Regions from separate parts of the Mus musculus genome. Here region 1 is linked to region 2. A link is a contact called in public Micro-C data. All regions are on one chromosome and are shown on one strand. The core of a region is the stretch at or near the end of the contact, and the rest is flanking DNA. Distances in the headings are between cores, read along the strand shown. Region 1 overlaps Socs7 (suppressor of cytokine signaling 7). Region 2 overlaps Npepps (aminopeptidase puromycin sensitive).

What was found. A called contact is a pair of places that touch in the nucleus more often than the background predicts.
Region 1: a Micro-C map of the HL-1 cell line shows a contact between it and region 2, with 4 times the contacts expected there. The contact joins two enhancer-like sites. A contact is called at or near these places in 8 of 484 Hi-C or Micro-C datasets (the G1E-ER4 cell line, the HL-1 cell line, Sertoli cells and 2 more), 3 of 115 datasets of contacts at active chromatin or transcription factors (bone marrow-derived macrophages, embryonic stem cells and microglia) and 2 of 9 other capture datasets (adipose tissue and liver).

What each region holds. Positions count from the first base shown.
Region 1 is chr11:97,394,358-97,401,803 of GRCm38.p6, reverse strand. Socs7 (suppressor of cytokine signaling 7) reads right to left here. Exons shown (of 10, transcript NM_138657.4): 10 at 3,262-7,446. Among named protein-coding and RNA genes, the nearest start is that of Socs7, 36 kb to the right of the region's middle. Within about 2 kb of position 1,338, at least 84 of the 459 cell types and tissues checked have an H3K27ac peak or open chromatin away from gene starts, as enhancers often do. A contact at or near this core is called in the HL-1 cell line, where this site is marked.
Region 2 is chr11:97,200,477-97,207,080 of GRCm38.p6, reverse strand. Npepps (aminopeptidase puromycin sensitive) reads left to right here. Exons shown (of 23, transcript NM_008942.3): 23 at 1-1,239. Among named protein-coding and RNA genes, the nearest start is that of Kpnb1, 16 kb to the right of the region's middle. Within about 2 kb of position 1,935, at least 11 of the 459 cell types and tissues checked have an H3K27ac peak or open chromatin away from gene starts, as enhancers often do. A contact at or near this core is called in the HL-1 cell line, where this site is marked.

The DNA.
Region 1 (7,446 bases), core at 89-2,588, 200 kb before region 2:
TCCAAGGGCCCGAGTGGCCCTGTGGTCTTCTTGTATTGTCACCTCTCTGCACTCTGGCACAAAACAGGTGACAGTGGCACCATCTCACAGGATTGTAGAAAAGATTATACAAAAATAGGGGCAGGAAGTTCTAGGTCCACATGAATGAGCCACATACGATTCATACTTCCTACAAGGGTTGAATTAATTCAGCTCGTTATTTTTAGCTTTAGAAGCAAGAGAACGGTTCTGACCTTGTCATTTAATTCTGATAGTCCATATTCTGCTATGCCACCTGGTGTTGCTTTTTTGAGGACCACAGTGGTATAGCCTACTCTGCCTTCTTCCCTCTAATAGCAAGTAGAGAGCCCTGAAGGGAGAAAGGAGGGTGGCCTGGGAGGGAGTGGAAAGGATGAGAGGGAAGAGGCTGCTCCTCCTGCACCTGCTGTCTGTGAGAACAAAGCCAGGCATGATGCAATCTGGTCGGGTGCAGCTGAGGCTGCCAGGCCTGGAGAGTGAAGTGGGTGTCAGTCGGGGAAGGTGGCAGGCACCAGAGAGTGTACACAGGTGTCCCTGGATGCCTGACAGCCCAGCCCCAGCCCCGCCCCCTTCATCTGACTACCACTGGATCCCTCCCGAAGCTCTTCACCCTCCTAGCCCCTCCCCAAATCCTTGCATCTGCCCTGACATGATGCAATGAAGACTTCAGTACAAACCGCCTTCTCCCGTAGGCAAGGGCTGGACAAGAGACCCAGGAGATAGATGCACAGGCCCTGTTGGCCTTCTCCAGCAGGTCTCCAGTGCCTGCTGTCTCTTGTCATCTTAGAGACAAGAGGGCAAATCCCCCCCCCCCCCGCACGTGTCCCCCCCACCCCCCAGGAGGAGGCGAGGGAGGCTGGAGGAGACACAGAACAACATATATTTAGAGAATTACACCGAATCCTAAGATGATACCAAGCCGGGCAGGGGTCCCAGCATCTGTCATTGGCCATCGTCAAGTCGGGGAGTGAGGGTGGCACCCACCATAGGGTAGGGTTGTCAGTCTCAGCTCTATACATCGCCAGTGAGTCTAAAAAAACATGGCTCTTCCTGCATCTTAGAAAGGATTTTGTCCCTCGCGTCAGGTAGAGGATTCGGGACAAGCCAGGGTCCCCAACTAGCCAAGGAGAAATCCGGCCACAGACCAGGACTGGAGATGCTGTTTGTGAATATTTATCCCAGCCTCACCAAACTGCAGCTGGGTGGCCTGGCTCAGAAGAGCCACTAGGTGGCAGAAGCAGCTCAAAGGCGCACTCGGCTACGCCCACTCTTCCTCCCTCGCAACCTCGTGGTAGACCCCACCCTCACCCCCGCGACTCCCGGTCGCCACGCCTCCAGCCCGAGCCCCAGAACCGGGTGACTCGAAGATCCTGTCCTGCGTCCAGCGGGATGCCTCCTCGGCATTCCCTTCCCTGTTGAGGGTTCACTGCCTGGTTCAGTTTGGCCAACCACAGCCAAGTCCATCGTATAGATTCCAAGGATTGAACTCAGGTTGCCTTGGCAACAAGTACCGTACCTGCTAAACCTTTTCACAGGCCCTCACATGTGGCTTGGAGTTTGTTGGTTTTTTTTTTTTTTTGGGGGGGGGGTGGATTGTTTTTTAGACAGGGAGTCACTGTGTAACTCTGATTGGCCTTGAAGTCATAAGAGATCCACTTACCTCTGCATCCCGAGTGCTAGGATTAAAGGCATGTGCCACCATGCCTGACTAGAAGGAATTTTATTTTTTAAGATTTATGTATATGAATGTTTTGTTTTTGTTTTGTTTTGTTTTTTTCAAGACAGGGTTTCTCTGTGTAGCCTGTCCTGGAACTCACTCAGAAATCTGCCTGCCTCTGCCTCCCAAGTGCCGGGATTAAAGGCGTGCGCCACCACCACCACATTAAAGGCTTATATGAATGTTTTGTCTGCAAGTCTGTATCTGTACCAGCTGTGTCTGGTGTCCAGTGGAGGCCAGAAGAAAGACTCAAACACCCTGGTTCGGAATTACAGATGGCTGAGAGCCACCATGTCTGAGGTTTGGGTGCTGAGAACCCAAACCTGGGTCCCCTGCAAGAACAGTGCTGTTAGCTACAGAGCCTTCTTTCCAGCCCCTGGAATTTTTTTGTTTTTTTAAGAATCGGAGGGAGGGGGGCTGGTGAGATGGCTCAGTGGTTAAGGGCGCTGACTGCTCTTCCAAAGGTCCTGAGTTCAAATCCCAGCAACCACATGGGGCTACAACCATCCGTAACGAGATCTGACGCCCTCTTCTGGTGTATCTTAAGACAACTACAGTGTACTTACATATAATAAATAAATCTTAAAAAAAAAAGAATTGGAGGGAGGAAGCAGGAAGCAAGAGCTCTTGGTAAATTGCTGAAACTGTTTGGATAAAAAGGGGACTGCCTGGCCAGGTGGTGGTGGTGGCACATACCTTCATGGAGGCAGAGGCAGACAGATCTCTGAGTTCAAGACCAGCCTGGCCTATAGAGCAAGTCCCAGGACAGCCAGGGCTACACGGAGACTCCTAGAAGTCCCCCTGTGATTCACTTAGGGAAGTGGCTTCCCAGAGAATTCAGCAGGAAACCTGCAGACAATTTCCAGGTAGCCCAATGGCCCCTCAAGCAGGAAGCAGGATAAGAGGGAGAAGGGAGGGCTGGAGAGATGGCTCAGCGGTTAAGAGCACGGACTGCTCTTCTGAAGGTCCTGAGTTCAAGTCCCAGCAACCACATGGTGGTTCACAACCATCTGTAATGGGATCTGACGCCCTCTTCTGGTGTGTCTGAAGACAGCTACAAGTGTACTTATAAATAATAAATCTTAAAAAAAAAAAAAAAGGAGAGAGAGGGAGAGGGTAGATAGGGGTTAAAGTAGTTCCCAGAACACACCTGAGGTATTAAGGAAAGCAACAGGCCTTGCCCAGGAGCTGGGAGGGCAAAATGAAAAAGCAGCAAGCCAGCCTTACAGCCAGCCTCACCAGGATGGTTGCTGCCACAGTAAAATGTGCCAGTCCACCCTGAGCCACTGCTCACCCTGACAGGAAGACTCTGGGCACCTGCCCACCCTTCCCAAGGTTCTCCGGAATGCTCCTGCACTTCCTAGGGCAGCTCTGGGAAGTGGCCTGTTTCAGTCTTAGGAATTTTCCAACAACCGTGCTTTGGAGACAGTACTGGCTGTGTTCTGCATGGCTGCCAGTGCAGGGACCCATGCCTGACAGAGAGTGAAGAGTCAGGAGAGAGACTAAAAACAAAGCCAAGTAACAGATCATTTCTAAACATTTTTATTTCAAATCTCTTTTCATCCCTCCCCAAAAAGACATGGGTCGGTACAGCAATCATAAAAAGGAGATACAAACACAAGAGTCAAATGTCTCCCGCGCTGACACTTACAAAAAACCGGGAATTATACACACAGTTTCCAAACAGGACCTGCAGCAGCTACTAATGTCCCTTTACAAGAGTCACACATGCCTATTAGTACAGTATTTACAGACACCCCACTCTGGAACTAATCTACAGGGACATCCCAACACCCACCCCTCTATGCCCAGAAAAATACCAAAACACACCCAAAGTGCATTTGTTTTGTTTATATCAAAACATCTTTCCCTCTCCCCATCCCACCCCAGACCCACCCCCATTTAAGATTGGCCTGCAAGTCTATTTTAACCATTTAGTTATTTTTTTATACTTTATGAAAATAAATTATACAGCAACTATTTTAATAAATTAAGCACAAAAAAGGGAGAATAAAGTAGGGAAACTAAATGGGAAGACAAAAGCCAGGCCACGCTTTGGCTTGGAGGGCAGGGGTGGCTAAGCAGGACAGAGTGGTTATGGGGGTACAGCTCCCCGGTGGTGAAAAAAACTCCAACCACTGAGTCCAGAATGACACCCCTCAGCACGGAGTTTCTGAAAACCCACCAGAATGCACAGCGGTCAGTGCCTGTGCTATGCAGCACCAGTGCAGCACCTGTGCAGGCATCCTCATGTCTGGCCTGCCCAGAGCGGTGCCTGGCTCTTGCCCGTCCCTCTTGGGAGCACCAGGGATGGAGGAGTGGTGGCATCAGCCCACTGCCCACAGAGCACAGCAAGTGGGCTGAAGAATGCCTTGTTTTCCCTATCTGTCTCCAGGAGCAGCTGCCGTCACAGTCCAGCTGCGATTCAATGTTGCTGTCTGCCTGGCTGCTTGTCTGCTCCTTGCTGCCTCTTGGCACTATGAGGAGGGGTCAGTGGGGCAGGGAGCGACTCCAGGGACCCTCTAAAACCCTCTGAAGATGGGATGAGTGAAAGCATGTCACAAACAGCATGCAGGGTGGGCTTTCTGGGAGGTAGATGAAGTGGGAAGGGACAGGACAAAGGACAGGAAAGACAAGAGGGACACCAGAAGAAACTAGGTGACCCCTATCCAGGACACCAGGAAGCAATGAAAGATCAAGGACACATGAAATCTGTATGTAAAGAAAGGTCCTTTCTCTGGCAGATTACAGAATCAGTATTCTATTTTCAACTGCAGTTCTGTCCCCAGAGCCCTCTCAGTGATTCAACCCAACCTCACTCCCAAAATGTTCTCCACGTTTCCAAGGAAGGGCCCCTGTCACACTGTACTGAGCACGAGGGCTCCAGTGCCAAAACAGATGGACCACAGGGGACTTGCAGACGTGACTCTTGTGGCCCAACAATTCTACAGCTATCATAATGGGGCACACCTTTCTTTCTTTTCTTTCTTTCTTTTTTTTTTTCTTTTTTCTTTTTTAATAAAAAAGGTTTTTACTCCCCAGGAGCAAATAAATCGTTTTGAACTACCGATAAACACTGCTGCAGTGAAAAGAAAGATGGCTACATGTATGCAATAGCACAGGTTCAGTGTAAGGACAGCTGTGTTGATGACTACAAATAAAAACCACATATCCACTCCCCTCGCCCCACAAACCAAACCAAGAGGATTCCCATAGGGAAAATGTCTAACTCAGAGCTCATCCCCTCCACACGTGGGCATGCCATTCTCTCATCAGAGTGGAAAGCGAACCCTAGTCCCCGCCAGTGGAGATGTTCCTAACACCCCAACTGCAGACAAGACTTGGACAAATGAGGGCGCTTTCTCGCTCGCTTACGCAAAACTCTAGACCTGTGAACGGCTCTTTCCATCTCGCCGACTTGGCCTCTCACTCCTGGGCTCAAAGGTAAGAGAAAAGCAACAAGGAAGGGAAGGAAGCTCCTACCCAGGGAAGCTTTTCCTGTCCCTACTTCCCATGGGATTGGAGCTTCAAGCAGGCCATGCCCTCCTAGAGACATGAGGCAAGGCTGAAAGGGTGGCTCCCTGGGGCTCTTCTAGGGCTGTACCATTTCCTAGTCCTCAGGGGACATGCATCACAGGGCATGTGTAGCCATCCCACCACACCCTGCTTGGCCTCAGAGGCTTAGTCCAAGTGACAGTGGGACAAGGAGAGACAGGAGCTGAGACACTTCCAAACCTTTCTATGCACATGTATGTCACTTGGTGCACAACCACGATCAAGTCAGGACAGGTGGATCCACAGCCAAGCTCCTGTTCCCCCATGCCTGCACTACCAGCACAGACACACGTTTCAAGTAACTACAACTTGCAGCAGTAGTTGTCACTAGCTTACAATAACATACCCGTTTGAGGAAGGTTACAGTAGATCAGTTATAAACGAGTGAAGGTTACATAGGCTGCATCTAGGAGTAGCGACACCCCCAACCACAACTTAGAAAACTGCAGCAGTTTTAGTCTCTAAAAGTGACTGCCTTTCCCAGTTTGTGACTGGCACATAACCACCAAAGACAAGTTGAGTTCCTCCTGCAGACTGCACTTCCATTAGCACTGCCCCACCATCTGCGAAAGATGAAGACCCATCCATGCCCTCTCGCCTCGCTCCCTCCCTTCCCCAGTCAACAGGCTCAACTGCTCACTCCCTTCTAACAAGGCCTCCTGGGGCCAGGCCATGCCTCCTCCTAGAGCTGTCTCCCACACTGCTGTTTTGTGGCCCATCCTGCTGAGGAAGGGTCAGGCCAGTTGTGACTGGAACACCGAAGCTCCTAAGAACAGCACAACACAAGTTCCCAGGACAGAAAGGGTGAGGCTGCCATGCTCTGGAGCAGGTCTGGCTTGCACCTGAGTATAGAAATTCTCCATGGGTGACCCCAGGACCAGAGGTGTCTGCTGACGCTGGCTTTGTCTTCCATCACACTCTCATTCTCCCTAGCCTTCAGACCTGTCCAAAGACTGCGGTCCAGTAGGACTCTGATGCTGTTGACCTTGCCACACATTTCTGCTCTGTACTTTAGCTTGAGTCTCTGTCACAGCGCCCTCACCTACAAGCCTTATCACCAGAGCTTTCCCAGACCATCTGGTCTACCCTGATCATGCCCACTCGATCTTTAAAGATGGTCCTTGATTTTATGCAACACTGAGTAGTGTTCCAATTCCTTCCTGAGCAACAGTTACTTTCCAGTTCCCTCAGGGCAGGGGTCTTGTCTTCTACCTCACATCCGTCCACACTACCTAGCTCACAGCCATGCAAGCAATGCAAACACGGCTGAAAGGGAATTTTTATATCATGGGTGGCTGAAATGGGAGAAACGATCTCTGGACTGCAAATATTAATCCCGTGAAGACCTCTATGACTCTGGACGTTGGACTCCATTACACACGGCCCTTTCTACAAGATGGCAAGTGGCCTGCACCCTCCAGAGGCAGAGCTGACAGGTACGCCAGTCTCTGAATCCTGACCTTAGGATGACCATGAGCTATGTTAACAGTGAAATGGACTGACACATAACTGTTCCTTTTGGGGCTCCGTTCTTTATAGTCGGCTGAGAAAACACATCTCTGTGTTTAGTTCAAGGAGGAGGAAGGTGACTCCACGCACAGAGGGAACCCACAGGCCACTTTCCAGATAAGACAGTTCTCTAAGTTACCTAGACACAGGGCTTCACCCCACCATCAGGAAACCCAAGACTGACGATATTTACTTTGTCACCTGAGGCAGACACAAGCAGGGGGAACTCAAAAGGCCATCACATGAAATACTACAGGGTTAAGAGTAATGAACCCAACAACCCCACTGTCCATCTTGAGTAGTTCTGTAGGACAGCAAACTTATGTGACACAAAGACTACTCAAGCACCGAAGTTCTTCCCTCCCTCCACATCCATCTGAAAGGCAAACTAGCATCTGACAGGTTCCCAGTGAGGAAAGGCAACAGGGTCTGACTCAGGAAATGTCCGGGTTGCAAGAATGAACATGGGGAAATGAAGAAGCCCTTGCCACCTCCATCTCAGGGGTGGGATGACAACACTGATAAGCCTATGGCCATGAGACGCCATGCCTTTTCTGCACTACAGAAATCCCGTTAAGGCTGAGCCGCGCAGGCTCCTCTAGGAGCATGATAGCTGTTTCTCACTTCCTCCACACTTCCGCTCACTA
Region 2 (6,604 bases), core at 686-3,185:
CAGGGATGAGGTGGAGCTACCAAACAGCTGACTCACATGCCAAGAATCTGGAGTCTTACACCAGTGGGGGTTGGACAATGAATGTAGTAGGTCCCTGCTCACACTCCAGAATTAAATTCTATTGAAAAAGGAAAATCAGCAGTTCAGCAAAAAAATAAAATAAAATAAAATAAAAAATAAAATAAAAATGTAAATATGATAGTAATAAACTAGAGCATAACGAAACTGTGAAACTTCCTGAAGCCTGTCATGGTCAAAGTGTTGAACACTCTCCTGTTAGTGACGGATATTGTTTTATAGCCTACCAGAAGGAAAGAGGCTTTGGGGGAAGAGGGAAGAGGGTTTTGTGAAGTGGGTGTCTGCAGCCTGACAAGCCGGGTATGTCCATCACTGGGGATGCTGACCAAAAGGCTGATAGCTGGCTCACATAGTGGAGCCTGTGCAGAATTATAAGTGGGTTTTCTTTTTCCTTTTTGGCATGGGAACCGACCAGGAAGGTATCTTTTCCTGTATAACTCAATCTGAACCAAGGATTGTAGTTCCCTCCCTGCCTCCCTTCTGTGTGATCCCCAACCCCCCAAAAAGTAATGAAAAGCTTTAAAAAACAAAACAAAACAAAAAAAAAACACACCCTCCCTCCCTTCCCGGGTTCTTCTCCCTTTAGTTCTGCCCAGCCCTGACCTGTCCTTAGATAACAGAAACATCTTTGATGGCCACATTAAATAAGAGGAGCTGATATGCTTTTATTTCCTATGATAACCTTCAAGGAACCCTGACATGCATAAGAGGTGAAAGAGTAGAAATAAAGATTATCAGCTAGGCCTTCTGCTCAAAACTGTCCGGTTACCTGACAGGCCAAATGCTGCACCTCTTCCGATCAGTATCAGTGAGCCTGGCTCACCACTTGTGCATATGAGGGGCCAGTGGGGACTGCTGTGGGGCCCAGATGTCCGCTGCACCGCTGTGTCGCCAGTGTGCTCACTAACAAGCCCCGCCACCTAACCCAGTGTGTTTTTACTAAGTCTCAGCCCTTTCCCCCACCCCTTTTTCTTCTCTCTTCCTTTTATTTTTTTCTGAATCCTTTTATTTTGTGTTAACAGAAATTCATATTTGGTGTGGCTTAATGTATTTTGGAAGGTCATCAGATTGTGAGACTGCTTCCTTGAAACATTTTTGTGCTATTGTTTTAAAAAATAATAATTAAAAAACAGTTGGCGTTAATAAAAATGTCAATGTGAATTTGTTGGCCTGGTTCTTTCAGCTTTCTTGAAAGGAAACTAAAGTTTCTCTGTGCCTCAGAATTACAGGAATTCGGCCGGGCGGTGGTGGGGCACGCCTTTAATCCCAGCACTTGAGAGGCAGAGGCAGGCAGATTTCTGAGTTCGAGGACAGCCAGGACTACACAGAGAAACCCTGCCTCAAAAAGGAAAAAAAAAAAAAAAAAAAAGAATTCCAGGAATTCAGGTAGCCATAGGAGTTTTGAAAATTTGTATTACACTTTATATGTATAGATATATACATGCCACGGTGTGTATGTGGAGGTCTGACCACAACTGTGGGCACTGATTTGCCCCCTCCTGCTGTGAGGAGGGGAGATTTGAACTCAGCTCATCTAGCTTTGTTGCAAAAACCCTTACCCCTAGCCATCTTGCCAACTCCTCTTTGTGTTTCTGAAACAACCTCATTCTGAGCCTGGCTAGACTAGAACTTGCTATGGTAGCCCATGCTGGGCTCAAACTCAAAGTGACCCTCCTGCCTTCATCTCCACAGTATTGGGATTATAGGCACAAGCCAACAGGCACACCTTTACCACGGGATTTTTTTTAAAGGTGGTGGTGGTGGTGGTGGTGGTGGTGGTGGTGGTGGTGGTGGTGGCAGTGGCGGAGGCACACACCTTTAATTCCAGCAGTTGAGAGACAGACAGGCAGTGGTGGCGCATGCCTTTAATCCCAGCACTTGGGAGAGAGAGGCAGGCGGATTTCTAAATTTGAGGGCAGGACAGTCCAGGCTACACAGAGAAACCCTGTCTCAGACCCCCTCCCCCCCAATTTAAAAAAAAAAAAAAAGCAGAGACAGGCAAATCTGAGTTCGAGGCCAGCCTGGTCAACAGCTAGTTCCAGGACAGCCAGGGCTATACAGAGAATCCCTGTCTCAAGAAGCTGAAAAAGGAAAGTAAAAGAAAATTCAAAGTAGGTATAGTTTGTGCCTATAATGTAAGCATACTGAAGGTTGAGGCAGGAGGATTAAGAGTTTCAGGATTGCATGGGCTACACAGTGAGTGCCTGTCTCAGAAGTATTTACAGGGCTGGGAGACACATTCATGTAGCACGCACAAAGCTGAGTTTAGATTCCAGCCACAAGCCACAATAAACAAAGTGTGGTCTGGCAATGTGGCACCTGGGTAAACTGGGTGAACTGGAGGTATGAGTTCAGATCCTGCGCCAACATCAAACAGGCAGGTAGAGAAAACAAACAAACATAAAAAGCCGGGCATGGTGGTACATGCCTTTAATCCCAGCACTGGGAAGGCAGAGGCAGGCGGATTTCTGAGTTCGAGGTCAGCCTGGTCTACAAAGTGAGTTCCAGGACAGCCAGGGCTATACAGAGAAACACTGTCTCAAAAAAAAAAAAACAAAAACAAAAAAAAACAAAAAAAACAGACAGGTGGCCGGTTGTAGTGGTGTTCACTTTAATCTTCAGGAGACAAAGGTGGATAGATCTTTTAAAGCTGTAATTCTAGTCACCAGTAAAATGTCTCAGCCTGTGACAGCACCTGCCACAAGTTCCATTCCCTGGTCCCACTCCAGAAGGAGATAACTCACTCCTTTGACCTCTACATTTTTTGTTTTGTTTGTTGTGCAAGACAGGGCTTCTCTGTGTAGCCTGACTGTCCTGGAACTCACTCTGTAGACCAGGCTGGCCTCAAATTCGGAGATTCACCTGCCTCTGGCTCCCGAGTGCTGGGTGGGATTAAAATGGTACCTCATGGGGCTGGTGAGATGGCTCAGTGGGTAAGAGCACCCGACTGTTCTTCCGAAGGTCCAGAGTTCAAATCCCAGCAACCACATGGTGGCTCACAACCATCTGTAACAAGATCTGACGCCCTCTTCTGGAGTGTCTGAAGACAGCTACAGTGTACTTACATATAATAAATAAATAAATCTTAAGAAAAAGAAAAAAGCGTGCCTCATGACACTGACTGACCTCCACATTTTCTTAAACTTTTAAAAGATGAGAAAATGCAATCAAAGTATTATTACCTAGCTTTCATTGTCCGGTCCCAAGAGCCCTTGGTGTCTGTCTACTAAAGACCAAGCACAAGCAGACGTAATACAGGACACCTCACCTGCTCAGTCTGGGTTTCTCTCTTATTCCTTGTTAGCTCCCGTGAACTCTGCCCTTGTTTTTGTAAAGAGACCTTACATTTTATTCTCCTGTATGCGAGTGTGTTCTGTGTCCTGATAACACCTTGCCTGAGGACTACAGTCCCAATGTGTTCGCCACTGGCCTCCTTCCTCAGCCTTCACTCCGATCTTCCTGAGACCTGCTGCAGCTCCCTCTTGCTGTCCCTGTCAGTGTGAGCTGTTTCCCTTCAAACTGTGAGCAAAAATAAGTCCATTCTTTTCTTGAAGGAGGGAGATGACGAGTTTGGTCTAGTAAACATTTTAAGCCAGTGGAAAAGGCCTCAGAACTCAGCTTGCAAACCACTAGGCGACAAACAGTTCAGCCATCTTTATTTCCTTGGAACTTGTCACTATATGTACATGTTCCTGGAGAGGGGGTATGGGTTTGAGGCTGATGTTGCCTCTCCTCCATTGTTTTTTCCACTTCATTTTTGGTTTGGTTTTTGTTTTTTTGAGACAGGGTCTCACTGTGTAGCCCTGGCTGTCCTGGAACTGGCTAAGTGGATCAGATGTCCTCAGACTCACAGAGATCCACCTGCCTCAGCTTCCTGAGGCTGGGATTAAAGAAAGGCCCAGCTCCCCTTTATTTTTTTGAGATGGTCTCTTACTGAGAGCTCACTGGATCTTCTGTTTGTTTGTTTTGTTTGTTTGTTTTCTCTGTGGAACCTTGACAGTTCTGAAACTCACTCTGTAAACCAGGCTGGCCTCAAAAAACTCCGAAGTTTACCTGCCTCCCTCCAGAGTACAGGGATTAAATGCCTGGACCACTACTGCCTGGCTCCAAGGGATTGACCGACTGGACACCCTTTAGTCTACCTGATATCTCTAAGTGTACTTTTGATGTATGATAGAAAATTGTTCCACAACTGTTTTTCTTTTTTAAAGATATATTTATTTATTGTATGTATATGAGTACACTGTTGCTGTTTTCAGACACACCAGAAGAGGTTGTTGGGCTCCATTACAGATGGTTATGAGCCACCATGCGGTTACTAGGATTTGAACTCAGGACCTCTTTTTTTTTATTATTATTATTTTTTTTTTTTAGATTTATTTATTTATTTATTATATGTAAGTACACTGTAGCTGTCTTCAGACACTCCAGAAGAGGGCGTCAGATCTCGTTACGGATGGTTGTGAGCCACCATGTGGTTGCTGGGATTTGAACTTCGGACCTTCGGAAGAGCAGTCGGGTGCTCTTACCCACTGAGCCGTCTCTCCAGACCCATAACTGTTTTTCTTTCCCTCGTTTCTTTAACAATTCATCTGGGAACATTATATTATAAGAACAGCTGCCCATTCAAAACTATTTTATGTTTGAACTGTGAGACAGGGCTTGGTGGTAGAGAATTGGCTTAGCATGAAAAAGTTCTGGGTTCAATCTACTGTATAAATAATAATGATATATGTTTATTTTATTTTCCTAATTTTGGGGGTGGCAGGAAACCAGGTGTGACATCATATATAGGAGATTTCAGCAGGAGAATTACTTGACCCAAGAGTTTTAGAACGGCCTGAGCTCTACACTGCATCTCAAACAACAGGCTAGGGAGTATGGGTTGGGGGAAATGGGGAGTTCGAGGCATGGAAAGGTTGGGGGATGTGTGGCTCATTGGTAGAGTGCTTGCCTATTTTGCACAAAGTCTTGAATTCAATCCCTAATACCCCATAAATGGTGTGTTGGCACATGCTTAAATCCCAGCACACTGAAGGGCGGTGGAGAAGATTAAAACTTCAGCTTCAACCTTGTGGGATCCAAGACTCCGCTTCCAAAAAAGGGGTGGGGGTGGGGCACTGAGCACGGCAGTGCACTCTAGACTGGGAATATAGCGGCAGAACAAGTCTCTGTTTCAGGCTAGACTGAGCTATATACTTTTTCTCAGAAAGAGGGAATGAGAGTGGAGATATAGCTCAGTGGTAAAGTACTTGCCTAGCATGCAAAAAGATTTGGGTGCAATCTCAGAGACTAGAAGGGAAGGAAGGAGGGAAGGAGGGAGGGAGGGACAGAGGGAGAATTTCTTTTTCTTTTTAAAGTTTTATTTATTTTATATATGTGAGTACACTGTAGCTGTCTTCAGACACACAAGAGGGCATCAGATCCCATTACAGATGTTTGTGAGCCACCATGTGGCTGCTGGGAATTGAACTCAGGACCTCTGGAAGAGCAATCAGTGCTCTTAACTGCTGAGCCATCTCTCCAGCCTGAGGGAGAATTTTTTTAATAAGCTCATCTCTCAGGAACAGTTTTGGGCTGTTTGAGGTTTTTTTTCCCCTTTGAGACATGTTTTCTCTGTGTAACCCTGGCTATCCTGGAACTAGATTTGTCTGCCTCTGCCTCCCAAGTGCTGGGATTAAAGGTGTTCATGGAATAGCCTTGTTTAACAGGTAAATTTAGAAGATAGTCTTCCAGCCCTTTGTCTTTCTTTTTCTTCTTTTTCCCTTCCTCCCTTCCTCCCTCCCTTCCTTCGCTCTCTTCCTCCTTCTTTTTTTTAGAACAGGTACTTATGTAGGCAAGACCAGCCAGACAAGCCTAGAACTCCTTATTCTTTTGGGTCTTCCTCTCAAGTCCCAGGATCCTGGGCAGGCACCTCACACCCATCCTGATTATTCTGTCCACACTAGTTTAAACGTTTCAAGTGTTTGTAGGGATAGAGATAGGCTGTGCCCCCTTTTCCTGTCCCCTGTGCACTCTGGTATGCCACAGCCTGGCCATCGTTGATGTCCCCAGCTCTTCACATGCTGCCCATAATGGTGTGCTTGGCAGTCACATCTGGAGAAGCGCACTGCCTCTGCTAGAGTCGCTGGTCCTGTATTGCAGCCAGCCGTCTTCCTGTTAGGTGTCAGTTTGGTGTAACTCCTACCTGTGACAAGTGAGGTGGAATGCATCTTGCTTCGTTGGTTCTAAGTGGTTCCTGTCAGAGTCCTTGTCATTGGAGATGTCAACTGTACTGTAACTGAGACCAGCTCTTCTAATGCTGCCTGAGTGTGCAGTTCTATTTATCCAAATTGGTTTTTAGACAATTTCACACAGTGCAGACTGACCACTCCCACTCTTACCTCCCTACTTCCCCCCTGTCAACAGCATCCTCAACTACAACTTCTGGCTCAAATCAACATTAACCGGATTAGAAAGCTATGTAGGGGGGGCTGGTGAGATGGCTCAGTGGGTAAGAGCACCCGACTGCTCTTCCGAAGGTCCA